2 separate regions of the Zea mays genome follow, and region 1 is linked to region 2. The links are chromatin contacts, called in public Hi-C maps. All regions are on one chromosome and are shown on one strand. The core of a region is the stretch at or near the end of the contact, and the rest is flanking DNA. Distances in the headings are between cores, read along the strand shown.

The links. Hi-C and Micro-C count contacts between places; a contact is called where the count stands out from the background.
Region 1: a Hi-C map of endosperm shows a contact between it and region 2, with 2.3 times the contacts expected there. The contact joins the promoter of LOC100191917 here to the enhancer-like site in region 2. A contact is called at or near these places in 2 of 25 Hi-C or Micro-C datasets (endosperm and leaf).

The regions. Positions count from the first base shown.
Region 1 is chr9:41,150,537-41,153,882 of Zm-B73-REFERENCE-NAM-5.0, reverse strand. It overlaps LOC100191917 (UDP-glycosyltransferase 72B1), which reads right to left and starts at 1,808. Exons shown (of 1, transcript NM_001137341.1): 1 at 166-1,808. The coding sequence starts at 1,807. The coding sequence ends at 368.
Region 2 is chr9:41,002,694-41,006,105 of Zm-B73-REFERENCE-NAM-5.0, reverse strand. No RefSeq gene overlaps it. Among protein-coding and RNA genes, the nearest start is that of LOC100274364, 37 kb to the right of the region's middle. Within about 2 kb of position 1,720, at least 19 of the 20 cell types and tissues checked have an H3K27ac peak or open chromatin away from gene starts, as enhancers often do. A contact at or near this core is called in endosperm and leaf, where this site is marked.

The DNA.
Region 1 (3,346 bases), core at 559-3,058, 150 kb before region 2:
TCAAGCCAGCTCCAGATTCTATAGGTTGAGGGGGCTGTTAGATAATGTAAAGCGTCTGTTATTAGATCCTATTTTCTTGTTTCTGTCCGAGTCTCCATGCCACTTCGTAACTCATCATTTTAGAATCACAGGAGACATCGTGGCCATCTTTTCGGGATCAGACTTGCATGATATTTGGTTGTAATCTATATATATTTGTACTCGACGTCATAAAGTACATAGCGAGAACAGTTCTTCCTATTCTCTTTCTTACGGTTTGTATTTAAGAAAGATCTAAAGTTCTGAACATAGAATATGTTCTGAATAGGCATATTTTAAAAGTTTATAGACCGTGAAGTTAAGTTATATAAGTAATTTTTATATAACTTCATGCGGTGCAACGACGCACGAACGCCGCCAGGCTTCGGTAGCTCGTGCCGCCGTCCACAACGGCTCTCGACGCAGCCTCGCGGACATTCGCCGCTTTCACTGCCATCGCGTCATCTTCCATAGCCTCCATCACCAGCGCTGTGATCTCCTCCGCTCTCACCAGCGCCTCTTCCCCCTCCCAGCTCCACTGATCAGCCCACACGCCGAGCCCGCAACGGACCACCACGCGGGCGTTCACTCGCTGGTCCGCGAACCTTGGCCACGCCAGCACCGGCACGCCGCTGCTCACTGCCTCCGTCACCGAGTTCCATCCGCAGTGGCTGACGAACAGCGCCACGGCCGGGTGCCTGAGCACCTCCTCTTGCTCCACCCACGACTTGGTCACCAGGCCACGGCCATGCACGCGCCGCAGGAAGGCCTCGCCAAGCAGTTCGCTGAGCTCCCCAGCGTCATCCCTGTCCACGACAGCGCCCTTCACAACCCACAAGAAGCGGTGGCCACACGCTTCTAGTCCGGCGGCGAGCTCCTTGATCTGGTCCTTGGGGAGAGCCTTGCGGCTGCCAAAGCTGACATACACCACAGACCGCGGCGGCTGCTCGTCCAGCCACGCCCTATAGTTCCCCTGTTTTTGCGCTGCCTCCCCTGTCTCCCGGAGGTCGTTCACCGGCATAAGCGGCCCCACGGCGAACACGGGCGGCAGAACGGAGAGCACGAAGCGACCCTGTAGTGCCTCGACGGCCTCCGGCTCCATGGCGTGGAAGGCGTTGACCAGGAGGCCGTCGGCTGTCGCGAGCGCCCGTCCATTCGCGACGAACTGCCGGGTGAAGATGTTGTCGGGATCATGCAGCGCCTGTGGGACGGACGAACTTGGGATGCGGTACACGCCGGGCACGTCAACATCGCCAACGCCATGTCCGGCACCGACGTCGTCGAGGTAGGTGGGAAAGTAGGCTTTGAATGAGAGCATCGTGGCCGACGCGGTGAAGAAGACGAAGCACGGGACGTGGAGCTCCCTGGCTACGGGTATGGCCACGGAGGCCAGCGCCATGTCCACGACGAGAGCCGACGCGCCTGCGCCAGCGAGGAGCGGGCCGAGGAGCGAGGGCGCGCAGCGGCGCAGGGCCTCGTAGCGGAGGTAGAATGGATCGGCGCCGGGGAATTCGGACGACGCGTCGAAAGGGGCAAAGCGGAGGTCCAGCTGCCGGATGGCGGGGAACGCAGCGTAGAGCGCGGCGATGTGGCGGGACTCCGCGGACGAAACTGTGGGCAGCGCCGTCAGGAGGGAGATCTCGCAACCGTGGCCGGCGGAAAGCGCGACGGCGAGGCGGGTGAACGGGACCAGGTGGCCCATGCCAGCACTCGGGAAGAGGACGATGCGCGGGGAGCCTCGTGAGCCGTGGCTGGACCTGGAGGCCGATGATGGTGCCGGCGAGGACATGGTCGATCACCTGGGTTGTGTGGCCGAAGGGGTGGAGCTGATACGTTGGTGTGGCTAGTAAAGTGTGATTAGTGTTGGTGACTGATGCGACTTTGCCAGTACTCCGTATACCACCAACCAACTTCTTTAGTATTTGGATTTTGGACAGATGCATGACTTCCAATGCACTAGGGTTCTTTGGAATGCGTGGCAAATTTGATCTCTACAAACAAATTCGGTCACGCGCACAATAATTGAAGGGCACCTATATTCTATATTCTATATTCTATATTCTATATTCTATGTAGTGAGGTGTTACCACGTTGGGCACGCATAGAACCATTGCCACTCAATTGGACAATTAGGCGGTGCCAAAGTCTAACAATATATTTGTTGCTAAACTTTAGCACTTAGATATTAAATAGAAATGCTGAAACAAGCTAAAAATAAAATGCTAAACTTTAGTATTTATTAGCAGTTTAGTTTCTTTAAGGTGTGCTAAAGTGAGATAAAATTAGTGAGGGACAAGGAAAAGACATCTCCTACTTTTTTTACCTCACACTCTCTCTCCCACACCACATTAATTAGGGTATAGATGTCTTTCTATATTCATTTGCTAACTTTAGCACTTGCATCGAAACACGGGTAGCTAATTCGTTTTACTGTTTCATACAATAGTTAATGTATTTTTTTACACATGTGTATAGATTCGTTATCATCCATTTGAACATAGACATAAAAATTAAGAGCTAAAACGACTAATATTTTGGGACGAAGGGAGTATGTAACTAGTACAATGTCTGGGTATTGCAACAGCACGCCAATCATATTTGATGGTATAGTGCAATGGTACAACATGTGAGGGTCCAGTGGCAAGCCAGTGTGATGGACCATTCCCACAAAAAATAAATTTAAAATTAAAGTAGACCCTCACCAAAAATTAAATTTAATATTAAAGTAGATATATGCCACATACCAGATATTAAACTCTAGATATTGTATTTTATCTTAGCCAAATGCTAAGAAGATACGAGTTAAAAAGGAGAACTGTCCTTTTTTATAGCTATCTCGGTCGCTCATCTCCCTTCAGCTAGCAGGAAAGATGGTCTTCCACACCAGGTCTCCTACCTGGAATGACTTAGCCTTGACCTTCTTGTTGTAAGATTTGGCGACCATGATCTTGTCCTTCTCTATTTCTCCTAGAGCTATCACTCTTTTGTCGGTCACTTCATCAATATTGTCCATCATTGAATTATAATAATCACCGACAGTCAGATCATTTTGCCTGGTGCTCCTGACAGCATTTAGGCTTACCTCTACAGGCAACACTGGTTCCTGCCATAAACAAGCTCAAACGTAGATACTTTAGTAGCGCAGTGTTTAGATATTCTATGAGCCCATGAATCTTCAGACAAGACCTTATGCCAATGCTTAGGATGATCAGATATCTTCTTTTTTACTAGGCTAATCAATGTCCTATTGCTAGACTCGGCATGTCTATTGGCCCGAGCATAATATGGAGATGAATTGAGCAATTTAATTCTATATGATTCAACAAAC
Region 2 (3,412 bases), core at 471-2,970:
CTTTCCAGTTAACATAATAATCTTATAATGAATAGAAAAGAATCCATTGACAATAAATAGAATGATCAAGAATAATATGCATCTTAACACCCAAAACCACATAGAGAAATAGCAGATACTACACAAAAAGTTTAGTTGTGAGCAAGGTATAAAGTAGACCAAACTAGGGTAACCTATTAGGTCCCATCAAAATTAACCTGAGCATGTCATAGTAATAAATTGGAACATTATTGGGTAAAGAAGAGTGATCAAGCGCACAACTTGCCTTCAACGAGAGTATTTTCCACCTGCTGAGTACCGGGTTCCACAGCCACTTGCTCGTCTACTCGCAACAATACAAACAGACATGGTATAGGAGAAACTAGCATCACAACAAACATGAGCACAAAATACATAATAATGATCTATGCGTTGCTACAAGATCGTAGGTTCGAGAACGGCTAAAATCAGAGTTATAATGAATGATATATGAGTTTCCGAAGTTTTGTGTGCTTGGATAAGTTAAACATAGGCTAAACCAATTAAGTGTTTGATTTTGACAACATGTTACATAACAAAATAAGGTTACTAGATTGCAGTTAATATTTGTACGAACCTAATGCAACTGGAACGGGTTAAATCAGAGCTAAAATCATGAAGTTATGAATTTCCTAAGATTGGGACATTATTTTTGCACTAAAAATGATTTCTGCATTTAATTTCATTGAATTCTCGGTTGACTGGACTTTGGCCATGATTACAGGAAGGTTCAGGGGCTAAATCGCATGAAAAAGGACTTAGTTGTAATGCTTCTAAAACTCCCCTGGACGACGGGTTTATTTGCTAACTCATATGGGGCTCTTATGCAAACTAAACACAACGAAGGGGTATCAGCCGATCACAGCCATCCGATCGAAGCGCTACGCCCAGGTTAAAACCCCACCTAGAACTCACTCTAGCCATCGGATCACAAATCTATGGCCCACGGGGCGCACTCGCTTGCCCCAACCCCCAAACCGCACGATCCCAATCCGACCGCCTATATTCTATGAAGTGAAAGGGATACACCGGATCTGGTCTCCACCGCCCATCCCTCGATCAACGGCTATTGTACCCTTCCCCCAACCTGGTTGTCAACACAACAGCGTGGAAGCCACACCCCTGGCGGCGCAACCCGCTGGCATTGCCAATGCACCACCCAAGGACTCCCAACTGCTAATCCCGTAACTATTCGTAAATTACTGGGCAACGTGAACAACGGGGAGGAATCGTTACTGGAATTCGAGCCACACAGTGCCTGGTCCGCGAAGGGGGGTGGATTCGTGGTGGCGCCCAGCCTCCGACGAGGAATTGTCCGCAATCCGTTGCCTCCCGCACCCGATTGCTGATCGAAAAGCGTTCCCCGAGGCAAGGTGCACCACCCTGACCCGAACTCAGTCCTCAAAAGGCATCGTGATCGAGGTTCTATGGCAGCGCGTGTCTTCAACTCACACGACGGCGGTCACTCCTCTCCCTGTCTTTGGTGGCTATGGGTGAGAAGCTGATTATGCGGCACCCTCCCACATATATGGCCATGGCAAGGCGATTGAAACAGCCAGCTGGAGTCCGCCTGGTTCTCGAAGAGTTTGTTACAGGCGCACTCACCGTGGCAAGGAAGATCTACAGCAGCCATGGCTGATGGACACTGACAAGGGGGCCCATATGTTAGCACTTCATGATCACCATGGGCGCGCGCGATCACTGTCAGCGGGCCCTATCCATCAGTGCGCGTGTGACGGTGGACCGTGAGCTAGGTTAGGTATGGGCCTGGGGGGGGGGGGGTCGGCCCAGGTCCGATCCTCTTCTTTCCTTTTTCTTTTCTATTTTTTGTTTTGTATTTCTTTTCTAATTTCATTTTTCAGAATTCAAACTAACTTTAAATTTTGGTTTTGACTTCAGATTTAAAATGTTCAGTAGAAATGGCCAGGCGATTAGCTGTTGTGGTTCATGCCCTTAAAATATGACGTCATTATCTGCTGGGAAATATCTACCATATATATACAGATCATAAAAGTCTGAAGTATATTTTTTCCTAGTCAGAACTAAACATGAGGCAAAGAAGATGGCTTGAGCTGATTAAGGATTATAAATTAGAAATCCACTATCACCCAGGAAAGGCCAATGTGGTGGCAGATGCACTAAGTCGCAAGGCGTCCTGCCATTGTCTTACAGTGAGGACCCCTGACATCACATTATGTCAAGAAATGGAAAAGTTAAACCTGGAAATGATACAACATGGAACTTTGACTCAATTGAAGCTTGAGTCAGTTCTTCTGTAAAAGATTATTAATGCCTAAAGAAATGACAAGGGTATGAAACATATTCATGAGAAAATAGAAGCTGACAAAGCTAATTGCTTTATAAAGGATGATCAAGGCATAGTATGGTTTAATAATCGCATAGTTGTGCCTAAAGATACTGATGTCCGCCAACAAATTTTGGATGAAGCTCATCTTAGTCGATATTCCATTCATCCCGGAAGTACTAAGATGTATCAAGATTTAAAGCAGCACTATTGGTGGACAAAAATGAAAATTGAGATTGCACACTATGTGGCAAGATGTGACACATGTAGGCGTGTCAAGGCAATACATATGAAGGCAGCAGGACCACTGCAATCTTTACCTATCCCAGCCTGGAAATGGGAAGATATTAGCATGGATTTTATTGTGGGATTGCCCAAAACAGCTAAAGGTTTTGATTCTATCTGGGTTATCATTGATCGACTTACGAAGATCGCCCACTTTCTTCCCGTCAAAGTAAAGTATACAGTGGCCACATATGCGAAACTTTATACTGCTCGCATTCTCAGTTTGCACGGGGTTCCAAAAACAATTGTGTCGGATCGAGGACCACAATTTGTATCCAAATTTTGGGAAGAACTCCACAAATCTCTGGGTACTAAGTTGCTCCACAGTTCGGCGTATCATCCCCAAACAAGTGGACAGACTGAGAGAGTAAATCAAATACTTGAAGACATGTTGCGAGCATGTGTTCTAGAGTTTCCGCAGAAATGGGATGACTATCTGCCCTTAGCAGAATTTTTGTATAATAATAGTTATCAAGCAAGTATTAAGATGGCACCATTTGAAGCACTGTACGGACGACGGTGTCGGACACCCTTGAATTGGTCTGAACCAGGAGAAATGTGGTTTTTCAGGCCTGGCATGGTTAAAGAGATGGAGGAAAAGGTTCGACGAATCATACATAACTTGAAAGAGGCACAAGCTCGACAAAAAAGTTGCATAGACAAACGATGCCAACCCTTGTACTTTCAAGTCAAAGATTTTGTGTACCTGAAAGTATTGCCAATGAAGGGTGTGACCCGTTTCGGGGTAAAAGGAAAGCTTGCACCCCGATACATTGGTCTGTTTCCTATTCTTGAGCAATGTGG